Regions from separate parts of the Mus musculus genome. Here region 2 is linked to region 1. Evidence: chromatin contacts called from public Hi-C data. All regions are on one chromosome and are shown on one strand. The core of a region is the stretch at or near the end of the contact, and the rest is flanking DNA. Distances in the headings are between cores, read along the strand shown. Region 1 holds the start of Zfp574 (zinc finger protein 574). Region 2 holds the start of Fbl (fibrillarin).

What was found. A called contact is a pair of places that touch in the nucleus more often than the background predicts.
Region 2: a Hi-C map of CD4 T cells shows a contact between it and region 1, with 8 times the contacts expected there. The contact joins the promoter of Fbl here to the promoter of Zfp574 in region 1.

The regions. Positions count from the first base shown.
Region 1 is chr7:25,073,780-25,080,210 of GRCm38.p6, forward strand. It overlaps Zfp574 (zinc finger protein 574), which reads left to right and starts at 3,028. Exons shown (of 2, transcript NM_175477.5): 1 at 3,028-3,703; 2 at 5,756-6,431. The coding sequence starts at 5,776. It also overlaps a transcript of Grik5 not described here.
Region 2 is chr7:28,166,137-28,172,567 of GRCm38.p6, forward strand. It overlaps Fbl (fibrillarin), which reads left to right and starts at 3,612. Exons shown (of 9, transcript NM_007991.3): 1 at 3,612-3,682. The coding sequence starts at 3,673. It overlaps Gm31024 (a long non-coding RNA gene), which reads right to left and starts at 2,726. Exons shown (of 2, transcript XR_001778069.2): 1 at 1,972-2,726; 2 at 1,137-1,789.

The DNA.
Region 1 (6,431 bases), core at 1,778-4,277:
TGTTGAGGGGAGGAAGGGATTCTCCATTGTGCACAGAGAACTCCTGGGGACCCGTGGAGATGAGTGGGAAGCCAGAAGAGGCCCTCATCTTTTAGTCACCTGAGCAGTGAGGCAGTGGGAGGGGGTGACAAGATGGCAGAGCTGAGAGAAGCACCCTTTCTTAAGGAATACTGCCGTCTCCCTGAGAAAGCCCAGAAGGGCAGGGGGATGGAACAGAAAATCCACACAGATCTTCAAGTGGGGGTGGGTGGTGCAGGGCTGGGTGTGTGTGTTGGGGGGTGAAATTTGGGGGGAAGGAACATGACAGTTGGCGCTGAAGGCTGAGCCCGTGACTCACCACCACCCCCATGCTCGTGATGGGGAGGAGACACTGACACTCTCACGTGCAGCCCCCAGCACATGTGACCACATGCCTCGCACACACAGTTGGCACGTGGCAACTCAGAGTATTGCAGGTCTGGCTTGGTGAGCTCTGACTTCGTGGGACATGCCCAACAACATGTGACATAATATATCTGACCCTGTAGGACCACCAAACTTGTCCATGCCTCTTTATCCTTCTAGGGTTAACATCCACAGTCTCCTTAACACCCACATTCCGTTCTAGCCAAGCCTGAGGCCAGTACTTCATGCCTGCCTCTCCGTATCTTTGCTGATCCAGGGATGGTATTATCCACCCTCTCTAAACATAATCTGTCCCAAAAGGTCCAGTCCAGTGCTACCACAGCACAGTGTCTGACCCGAACAGGTTTCCTCTGCAGAGAAAGGACGTAGGCAGCCCAAATTAAGTTGGGATGCCCGAGCGGTTTTAGAGAGAGGAGCCTGAGAAGCTAAGCTGGGACCTCAAGAGGGAAAAGGGGGCCTCAGCAGGAACAAAACACTACCTGCAGGCCCAGAGCCTGCCAAGAGCTCAGTCTGGTCTGCACTTGGGCTCCTACACAGGCGATTTCACCCCAAGGGCAAATCCAAACTACACTAGCAAACAGCTAGGCCCAAACCTTAGGGCTCACTACCTCCTACCTTAATCTTTTACTTTAAAAATCTGCTGTCTTCCCCTTCCCCCTTTCCCTTCCCCCATCCTTTGCTTTGCTCTTCCTGAAGTCAACCATTCACCCTTTGATCCCAAACAATCCACCCACCGGGGAACTGAGTATAGACCTAGGGAACCATCTCTTGGGGTGGAATGATGGCTTTCTTCTCTCCCCGTGGGAACCTGGACACATGACTTCTCCCGGCCTGTTTCTTAGCACCTCATGGTAACTGTCTCTGAGAGGACTGGTAGAATTAAATAATGAATGAAAAGCACTGGGCAGAATTTCCATTGTCACCTAACACACTTGGATGTCAGTTACCACTAGGCACCTCAAGATACTAATCAGATACTAAAAGTAAGTCCTCGAGCCATGTGTAGTGATGCATGCCATTAATCCCAGCAGGCAGACAGAAGCAGGGGGATCTCTTGAGACCAGCCTGGACTACATACGAGTTTCAGGGTTACATAGAGATGCTGTCTCAACAATTATTTTCTTTTTTGGGGGGGGGGTGTCAGACAGGGTTTCTCTGTGTAGCCCTGGCTGTCCTGGAACTCACTCTGTAGACCAGGCTGGCCTTTAACTCAGAAATCCACCTGCTTCTGCCAAGTGCTGGAAAGGTGTGTGCCACCACTGCCCAACAAAAATTAATTTCTATATAGCAGTATTTACTTAGTGTCTCGAAAACCCGGGACAAAGACTAGCATCCCTTTTCAGAGATAAAAACAAAAACAAAAGCCGGGTATGGTGGCGCACACCTTTAATCCCAGCACTCGGGAGGCAGAGGCAGGTGGATTTCTGAGTTCAAGGCCAGCCTGTTTTACAAAGTGAATTCCAGGACAGCCAGAGCTATACAGAGAAACCCTGTCTCGAAGAACTAAAAAAAACCAAAACAACAACAACAACAACAAAAAAAACTAAACCTGAGACAGAGTGGAGTTGTTTTGCCCAAAGTCACAGCTAAGAAGTACCAGGGCCAGGATAAGCAGCCTAGTTAGAACATGTAGGTATACTTGCTAGGGAGTCCAGTAAGAAGACATCCAGCTAGACATCCAAAGGAGGGCACACACATGGTGACAACTGGAGACTCAGACCTACCTGTGGTTCTGTGTTCAAACCCCTCCTAGTTTTTCTGAGCTTCAGTTGGGGAAACGGGGGACAGTTTGACCAACCAGATGCACCTCTGATAACTCCCTTAACCTTGGCTTCAAGAGGGAGCTTCCTGAAAACTGTGGTGTACTTGTGTGGAGTCCAAATATGGATACTGGATCTCTTCAGTCACTCGCTACCATATTACATTCAGGTGTGTGTGTGTATGTTCATGTATGCACACTCTGGTATATGCAGAAGTCAGAGAACAACTTACAAGAGTCAGTTCTCTCCTTTCACCCTGTGGATCCCAGAATCAAAACTCCAGATCAGGCTTAGCATGTGGCTTTACGCGCTGAACCATCTCCCTGGCTGGCCTGGAACTTCATGTTTTCCCAGGAAATTCTTCCCATGCCTAGGGGTCCTTAACTGTAACTGTGTGGAAGGGCAGTCACCTGGAAAGATACCTTTAATGCTCAAAACAGGAGAGGCCGAGTCAGGCGGATCTCTGTGAGGCCAGCCTGTTCACAAAGCCAGACCATGCCTCAAACAAAAACAAGAACAACTGACTCGATCCACTACAAATCCCATAAACTTCCTTCTTCAGGTCTTCCACCCCACACCCTCAGCTTCTTCCAAGGGACCTTACTAACGGGGCTTTTCCTTTCTCCTTCCATTTCTCACTTCCTGTCACGTACCTCTTCCTCTAAACTCCCTCTCCTGACATCTTGTTTCCATTCTACTCTTCCTCGATTTCCCCGTTCATCCTCTTAATAGGAAAAAAAAGTCTTAAGCCTTGTTTTGTTCCTTTTGCCCTGTGTGACTGCTGCTGCTTGGTTTCCTCTCCCATTCACGCCGAGTGGTGTCTCTTTTTTTTTTTTTTTTTTTTTTTGCCACTGGCCCTCAGGGATCCTTGACTGTAACCCGCCGGCCTCCAGGGCTTTGCGTGTCTCTACAGCCTACACTGCCCGAATCCCCTACGCCTAGCTTGTCAGGCGCCCCCAAGATGGCGCCTCCAGCTTCGTCCCGCCTCCCGACGTCATCGCGCCCTCTCCGCTCAGCGCTCCCCTTTCGAGCTATCAAAGGCGGAATCCGAGAAGAGGTGGAAGAGGAAGAACCTCCAGGGAGGATTAAAGAGGCGGGTAGTATCCACCTGGAGGCCGACCAGCGAGGGAACATTGCTAAAGGATTGGCTGGGCGCTGCGCGATCCCACCCCTCCGCTCTATTGGTCGAGGCTTCAGGAAACCTGAGCATCGATTGGTCTAATGACAGGGGCAGACAGCCGATGATTGGGCGAATTGTGCAGTTCTTCGCAGCGGCCCAGGCGGAAGGTGGGAGGAGCGTTGTTGAGGGCGGCCTGGGGTGAGAGCGAGGCTGCGGAGCAGGCGAGACGACGGGCGCTAGAGAGGACGCGGCGCTAGAGTGGCGGTGCAAAGGGACCTGAAGCCCGTAGCCCGGCCTGGGGCCGGCGAGACGGCCGAGGCGGGTGAGTCCCCGCCGGAGCGCAGAGGTCCGGCCCCACCCGGCGGCTTGCCTGCGTCATTCGGCCTGCACGATGAAGGCCTGAAGGATCGCGTCCCGGGTGCGGAGAGCGGAGCGGCCGTTGGGCGCGCGGGCCGGGCGGGGGCTGTGCCGGGACGGCGGGTGGGATGGGGGACTGGAGTTGAGTGCGGGGCTGAGTGAGGAGGGGCAGGGCTCGGGCTGCAGGCCGGGGGCCGACCTTGGCGGGAAGGGGAGGTCCCAGAGCTGCCTCGCCGGAGGGCTCTCTGGTTGCATGGGGTATCGGGGCCACGGGTGGGTGCGCTGGGATGGGGATCAGAATCGAAAGGGGACGGTTAGAGGACTCATGGATGCCGGGGTGGGGAGCTGGCCCGAGAAAGGAGGTAATTAACGCAGGGAGGAAAATCGATTTCTGCCTGGAAAGAGCTGAGGCAGAGAAGAGGTTTTTGAGGTATCTTTAGAGCGAAGGGAGGGATCAGGTGTGGAAAACGGAGTAATGCTGACAAGGAAGACCGATAAACGCATGAAAGTGGGGCTTGGAAAGTATTGACAGAGGTCTTTATTTATTCTTACGGGTTTCAATAGGTTGAGCTAGAGGGGAGGGATTGTTTTGTTTTAGATACAGGTAAGTAGGCCAAAGGGAATATTCGAGCAATCTTGGGTGTAGTTGGAGAGACAGAGATGTGTGCTACAGAGAGCAGTCTAGGAATTTTGGGGATGTACCATATTGATAACTCTGGGGGATTTGGGTATCCCCATAGTTGTTTGCTGGTGAGAAGGTTTAAGTATGAAGAGGACCTCTTTTTGCAGGGTTTGAGTACAGATGGAGTTTCTAAGTGACAGACATTGGAAACCCTGAGTGAGATAGGTGAAAGGTTAAGCAATTGTGAAGGATGGGCCAGCTATTCCTGGCCAAGATTACAAAAAAGGAGAAATTCAGTCAGTATGAAATAGGGATCTGAAAATCCCTGGAGTGCGTTAGGATGAATTTGGGTCTTTTCTCAGAGGGGAAAAAAAAGGTTTAGGTTATACTCAGTAGCGGGGTTCTCAGCTGAGTTCATTAAGGTTGGCCTGGACCCTTATGCAAAAAAGGGTAGTGTTGGTTGGGGAGGAGGCACATAGGCATTCCTCGATGAGTTAGAGTTAAGTCAGTGTGAATAGCTGACAGTGTGCTGGGGCAGTAGCACAGCACACTTGGTCTTGGTGGAGAGAAAGGGTGATTGAAAACTCTAGGGGTGTGTCAGAAAGGTGAGACGCATCTGGCTGTGACGGATTAGACTTTGGTGGAGATGGACCTTCCGGGTAAAGGGTAATCCTGTGGTGGGCCTTTTTCCCTTTTGGTTTCTCCATGTAGCCCAGCCTGTCCCAGAACTAACTATGTAGATCAGCCTGGCTGTGAATTCCTAGCAATCTGCCTGACTCTGCCTTAGAGGGCTGGAATTAAAAGCATGAACTGCCCAGCTGAGAAGATCTTGATATGATTAGTTTAAACTTGTTTTAAAGAGTCTGAGTATCAGGAAGTGGTTAAGGTGGGAAAGTATGGAGATGGGTTCAGCCAGTGAGAGAAAATTTGGTAGCCGGGTAACTTGATGTGAGGAACCTGGGCATTGGTGGTTAGCAGAGGTTGGGTGGCAAGACCACCAGTGCCACCAGTTGGCTTGGACACCAGCTTGAGTGGTCTGAGTGTGAAAAGAAGTTTGTGAGCCTGCCAGAAGGCAGAGTCTATGTAGGAGTGCAGCTTGGAGGGACAGGCCATGAGAGTGTTTGAGGATTCTGCAAGTAGCTTGGCAAAGGAATACTGTCCCATGCAGTGGTAAGGAGTCAAAGGACAGTCTGCATTGGAAGGAGACAGGTTCCTGTTTGATGGACAGGGCTTTGGGAACCAGTTTGGAGGTATGGGAAATAGAGAGGATTGAGGTCATAGGAGCTGGTGTTCAATGCAAGCTAAATGAGCTGGGAGCTTTGGGAGAAAGTCCCTGGGACAAGACCATTGGAGAAATTCGTGTTGGCTGTTCCTATGTTCAGGCAAGGAGGATTATTAGGGAGGGCATTGGAGCGGGAAAATGTAATGAAGAAGTTGGATGGAATAAAATACCCCGGAGGATTGACTTGTCGCTGCCTTCCCTCCTCTCAGCCCAGGGCCTTGCTGCTGCCATGACTGAGGAGAGTGAAGAGACGGTCCTGTACATTGAGCACCGCTATGTCTGCTCTGAGTGCAACCAGCTCTATGGATCCTTGGAGGAGGTGCTTGTGCACCAGAACTCCCACGTGCCCCAGCAGCACTTTGAGCTGGTGGGCGTGGCTGACCCTGGAGTCACAGTGGCCACAGAGGCTGCTTCAGGCACAGGCCTATATCAGACCCTCATCCAAGAGAGCCAGTACCAGTGTCTTGAGTGTGGGCAACTGCTCCTGTCCCCCAGCCAGCTCCTGGAGCACCAGGAGCTACACCTGAAGATGATGGCACCGCAGGAGGCAGTGCCAGCCAAGCCACCACCCAAGGTGCCCCCCTTGGGCTCCAGCGCCATCCACTATGAGTGTGTGGACTGTAAGGCTCTGTTCGCCAGCCAAGAGATGTGGCTTAGCCATCGCCAGACGCATCTCAGAGCCACGCCCAACAAGGCTCCTGCTCCTGTCGTCTTGGGGTCCCCAGTTGTTTTGGGCCCTCCTGTGGGCCAGGCTCGAGTGGCTGTGGAACATTCATACCGAAAAGCAGAAGAGGGTGGGGAGGGGGCGGCCGTTCCGTCTGTGGCCGCCACCACCGAGATGGTGACAGAAGTGGAGCTGCTCCTCTACAAGTGCTCCGAGTGCTC
Region 2 (6,431 bases), core at 2,362-4,861, 3.1 Mb after region 1:
CACAAACAGGGGGCTGGAGAGATGGTTCAGTGGTTAAGAGCGCTGACTGCTCTTCTGAAGGTCCTGAGTTCAAATCCCAGCAACCACATGGTGGCTCACAACCATCTGTAATAAGATCTGACGCCCTCTTCTGGTGTGTCTGAAGACAGTTACAGTGTACTCACATATAATAAATAAATAAACCTTTTTTAAAAATCACCAACAGAGTAGACATAACTTGGAAATTGATAGTTCTGGTGAGGGAAATGAAAGCACAGCCTAGTAGCTTTCAAAATTACTGGCTTAGCCAAGAGGCAGAGAGTGCAGGAAAACTCTGCTAATTAAGGTTGAAGTCCACCATTGACCGGAGAGCCTTCTGGAGCTCAGCGAAATATGGAGGACTCCCTTCATTGGCAGGGATTCTCCTTCTCTGACCTTGCATGGGAAGTTCACACACACACACACACACACACACACACACACACACACCCCTCTACCTGTGGAATATCACATAGCCTAAGCTCAACTTCCTTTCTCCTGTGAAGAACCTGGTTAGCTAGCACCCTAGATTCCTGAAATGCTTCCCCATGCTAATGAGACATTTCGGTACCTTAAGCCTTCAGCCAGTGATGTTTGCCCAACCTGGATGATCCTATGCCCAGTCTCCAAAATTATATAAGCCTTGGATCACCCCAAGTAAAGTTGATCTGTCTCCCTGCATCTGGTGGTGGCAGTGCCACCCTTCACCATATGTACTCACAGGGCTTCTGACACACACCCCACCTTGTGGACCAATATGGCTGGACAATCCCCAAGGGTGGAGAGAGTCACAGAGAGAAAGGGCACTGAGGAGAGTGAGGATCCAATCTTATATTCTAGCTTCATTCTGTTGCTATGTCCAATACCATGGCCTAAGCAACTTAGGAGAGGTAAGGACTTTACTGCATTTTGCAGGTTGCCATCAATTACTGAGGAAAGTTGGGAACCCGAGCAAGATCAGAGTAGAAACACTGGAGGAGCATTGCTTGCTGGCTCCTTCCAGGCTTGTGCTTACCGAGTTTTCTTATACAGCCTACAACCACATGCCTAGGAATGGTACCACCCCCAGTGGACTCTTCTAGGACACTCCATCCCTTATCAAGTTGATCCACAAAAACTTCACCTTAAGCATAACCATTTAATTCCTTGTCCCCCAAAGTCTTGTGTGAATGTCATAATTTAAAACACAGTCAAACATTTAAGTCTTTAAATTTTTTCAGCAGTCTAAAAGTCCAAGGTTTCTTTAAAAATTCCAAGCACTAGTGCAGGGCTCAGCCCTATATCAGTCCCACCAGCACCCAAAAGCCTGGGTAGTCCAGCTTCTCCAACTCTGCAGTCCTCAGCACACAGCTTGTCTCAGGTTTAACCTGGTTCCACATCACACCTGCCGCTGTTCTTGGTGGACATTCAGCAGTCTTGGCATCTGCAGTAACCTGGGACCTCCTTTGTAATTGAGGCCACACCTTCACGAGTGACCTCTCCACAGGGACTCTAACACCGCCATATGTTACCAAATCTCAGCTGCTCTCCACGACCCCTCTCATACCTTCACAACTAGTACTTCCTAGCTGACTCTTACATAGTACTTGCCAAGTTCAGACCTTATTGAACTTTTTAAATAAATAATAATAATAATAAAAATAGCCAGGCAGTGGTGGTGCACGCCTTTTATCTCAGCACTTGAGAGGCAGAGGCAGGCGGATTTCTGAGTTTGGGGCCAGCCTGGTCTACAGAGTGAGTTCCAGGACAGCCAGGGATACACAGAGAAACCCTGTCTCAAACAAACAAACAAACAAACAAAAAAAAAAGAATGAAAGAAAGAATTTAAATTAATTTTTTAAGAAATCCTAGGAGCTTGGGAGGTATCTCAGCAAGTAAGAAATCTTGCGCTGAGCAAGCATGAGGACTTGAGTTCAAATCCTAATGCCTGTCTTAAAAAATTGAAGTGGTCACCTGTGTGTCTGTAACACCAGGGCTGGGGTGGTAGTGGTGAGACAGGGGACTTTCTGGCCACCAGCCTAGCTCCGGGTTCAGTGAGGATCCTAAATCAAGAGAATAAGAGAGAGGGTGATAGAGCAGAACACCGTACATCCTCCTCCATTCTCTGCATACCTGCATGTGTGTGGGCACACACACACTCGTGAACACATACACACACAATGTGTAAGCACTAAAACATTTCAGTGTCTTACAGGCTTGTAAGAATCCCCTTTAATGCTTATTTTGTCTAAAACAAAACAAAAACCAGTGCTGGATGCTAGGGTGATTTGTCACCCTGGCAACCATCCAGCCCTTCCCTGGCACTTGGCTGCCTTGAATGACTACCATCCAAGCAAACCCCTCTTGGCAGCCAGCTGGTCTACTGTCATGGCAGCCTGGCAGCTCTTGAATGCTCCACAGACACCTCCAGGAAGCTATACTGCATGGACCACCACTTAATGCTAAAAGACAACTCCTGCTCTAGGAGGCACTATCCTGGCCCTGACTATCCCCAAGAGTTTAACATGGACTTTTTGCCATCAGAAGCCTCTATAATCCTTGGCAGCCACTTCACCAAGGCCAGAGGGAAACCATTTCCCCTGGTAACCCAACAAAAAGTCAGCGGTTAGTGCAAATGATCTTTCAGTTGCACGGAAGGCTGTAAGTTCTGGCTATTAGGACGCTTCTTCTGGAGACCGGTCGCTCCTGTGCTGCCTCCTGGTGGTGCAACATTAACACTGGGCCTTCTGCAACAGTTGTTGCTCGACTGATGTGATCTTTATCAGTAGGGTGGGCTGAATTCATGACCTGAAGAGGAGGAACAGAGGCAGAAACAACTGCAAACCAGCAGTGGCCTGGGAGCAGCTGCGACAACATTTGGGTGAGTGAAGATTTCCAGTAAGAGGCCAGGGGTAGAGAGCAGAAGCAGTGAGATGCCTGTTCTTCGCTGTAAAGGAGGGAGCTCTTTGAGCGGAAAAGGAAAAGGAAGGAGAAATAGAAAAGCGAAGTGTACCATAGGAGATCCCGAGTTCCAGCTCAGCCTGGACCCCACTGCAAAACCCTGTCATAAAATACAAACCTCAACAACAAACAGAAACATAAGGCTGTGCTGGAGAGATAGCTCAGCTGTGAAGAGAACATAATGCTCTTGATGAAGACTCAGGTTCGGGTCTCAGCACCTATTTGGCGGCTCACAATTAATTGCCGGTAACTCTAGTTCCAGGGGATCTGACGCCTTCTCCTGACTTCCATGGCGTATGCGTGGTGCACAGACAGACGAATATGCAAGCTAAACACTTCTAAGGATAAAATTTTAAAAATTTAAAGTCTTTGAAAAATAATAAATTTTTAAAAATCGGTATAACCCCTGATTCCTGGAGTGCTAGCATAAGTGAGAGGAAAAGTCGCAGCGCACTTGTGATAAAATTTGCCACTCTAGGAAAAAGTGAGGAGCGTAGAGACACGACAGAGCCGGAAAAGGATTCAGAACTCCCACCCAAGGGGCCGACTCCGACTTCCGGGAGACGGGACGCGCGTCTAAGGGGCGTGGTTACGCGCTTCCGTCACTCGCCGTGCGTCACCGCGCGCAGGCGCTCCTTTCCACGTGCGAAAGCCTGAGACTCGTGGAGTCGGGGACGCCGCAGGTTGCCTGAATCGCGCGACCAGAACGCAGTAATGAAGCCAGGTAAGGACCACGGTGCGGGCAGGAGTCGGGGGCTCTAGGCGCGGCGGGCGGGGACCGCGGCCGCTCGGGGCCGGGGGATGTGGCCGTGAGCTCGGCTCACCGGCCGGCCTACAAGCTTGCCGCCTCAGAGCGGCCGGTGCGGCCCTCCAGACCCTGACCCAGAGTTGGGGCTTGGATCTCCGAGCATTGCTTTAGGGGATCCGACTTGGGTCGCAGATGAAAGGGCCCCTGTCTCCACCCCAAGCCTTCCCTGTTGCCGCCGTCACCCACTGTCACTCCCTGTCAACGATACCTTGGTCCCCAACCCAGCTTCCCCCCGGGTAAATGAGGATCTCCGGCTCCGTGGTGTGCGGCGCTCGCGTGCACAGGCTGGCGCTCGCCGCGCTTCCGGGAGGGGCGGGACCCAAGGCTTGTAGGAGTAGAGGCTCTGGGGACCTGGGAGTCCCTGCTCTGTAGTGAGAGCGACTTTACTAGCCCGGCTATTAGCGGGGTAGGTGATTGGAATTGAGAGGGGTTGGTTTAGGTTTGGATTTTGAGAGCGTCTTGTCACGTGATCCTAGCTGGCCGAGATCCACCAGCCTTTACCTCCAGAGTACGGGGATTAAAGGCGTGCGCCACCACGGCTGGCCTGACAAATGTATCCATCTCACCTATTTCCCGCGTTTTTTTCTGATGAGCCCACTGTATGGTGGATGATGGCGAGAGTTCTGGCTTTGACAATAGAAAGTTCTCGTTTCTCTCTTGAGTTCTTAATGGATAAGTGGTTTTCTTGGTGATAGGTTACTCTGGGCTGTCAATCCTAGCACTCGGAAAGCGGAGACAGTTAGATAATGAGTTTGTAACACCAGTCTGTTCTACATTAGTCGTGATAGCATGAGCTTTTCCTGTTGCCGAAGGATCAGTTTTCACCACTGCAGGTTTTTGTCTGGCGTGGACACACATGTTCCTGTGGACAGATGGAGAGTAAGTCACTGCAGGCGATAGTGACCCATCTCTCCCTCCCAGACATGTTGAATATCTATCTGGGGCTCTGTTCTGGATGTCTGGGGAAGTAAGGTGGAGGGATTGCTAGTCTGGATGTTCTCCTGGCATCCTGTGATTTGTGCTTTCCCCTCAACCTTTCTCCATCACACGATAGAATGAGAATTGTTGAACAGTCGAATCTTCTGTGACAGTTTGTGTCTTGAATACGAAGCAGCTTTGGGGGAGATTGTTTTAAACAGAGGTGTGCTACAAAGTATGGTGGACGATTCTCAACAAGGTCCTTTATTTTCATGTTTGTGTATTGAAATGGCATCTTATTGTAATAGCCTAGGCTAGCCTCAGACTCGGCTTCCCAAGTGGCTGGGTTGCAGGCATGTGATTGCAGCAGTTGCTGGAGTTGCTAGTTTGGAGGTGGGGAGACTTGTAGAGAAAAGCAGATTCTAAAACAGCAGACTGTGTGTGAACATAAAAGTCTTGTTGAGTAGTGAGTCCTTTCGGTTCATTTTCCTCAAAACCCCAGGACCAGAAATGGATCCTGATAACACATTGAGTATTATGTGTCTGAGTTGACCCTGCTATCTACCGGTCGCCATGAGGATGCCAACAGCTTGCCAGATCTCTGTTCTGTCAGGCCCAGGGTTGGAGCTAGTGGCTCTTCTCCTCAGTACTCTTGTGTATACAGTTCCTTGATTTTTCTATCATTCCCATAGACCTTTGCTACTTTAGGGTCTTGAGTAACAGTAGCATAGCCATCCTCCCATATGAGCTACAGGACACCATTCTCTTCTGAATGAAAACAAGTGGTTTCTCTGAGGCAGAATCCAGGGCTGTGGATATGGCTCAGCTGATAAAGTGCTTCCTGGCATTCGGGAGACAATAGCTTTATTCTCCTGTGCTACCTAGGGATAGGTGTGGTGGTGAACATCCATCTTCCTGCCTTCGAGGTGGGGGGGGTCAAAAATTCAGATTGATCAACCATTGCAGCTGGAGACCCTGTCTCAAGGTCATCGGCAGACGTTTGCTGACTGATTGTTGGTGTCAGCATTGGATTGTGCTGAGATGCTGTAACCAGAATAATTACAAAGCCTTTTGTGCATTTGGAACTTGTGGGTGCCAGTGAGACTGACAGTTAAATGTAACGTGACAAGAAGTGGGCTGAGTCTGTACCACTTAGTCAGACACCCAAGTGCGGGAGTGCTGTGCCTGCCTGCGGGAGCTGGGAAGAGGGGCAGCTCGCATGAGATTTCAAAGCCTGCCATTTGCAGATGGGGGACAGCCTGGGTTGATGAATCTCAATTTAGGCTATACATTAAGGTCCTGCAGGGAACTCAAAAAGGAAAAAAAATGCCCTTCTCAGGGAATCGTGGTCAAGAAAAGAATTCTGATTTTGTTGTGGATAGTGAGGTAGGGAGGGTAGAGATGGGGCTTGGGGGTGTCTGAGAGTTTTGAAGCTGAAACTTAACTTAGAACTGGGCGTGGTGGCACACGCCTTTAATCCCAGCACTTGGGAGGCAGAGGCAGGCGGATTTCTGAGTTCTAGGCCAGCGTGGTCTACAGAGTGAGTTCCAGGACAGCTAGGGCTACACAGAGAAACCCTGTCTTTAAAAACCCAAAACAAACAAACAATCAAAAACTTAGTTTGAAATAGATACCAAGTTGCACAGGGTTTTTTGTTTGTTTTTGAATTCTGGGGAGTTGAACTCAGGGCCTGGCCTATTAGAGCTGCAGTGCCCCCCCCCCTCAAGTGAAGTGTGTTAGAAAGGAC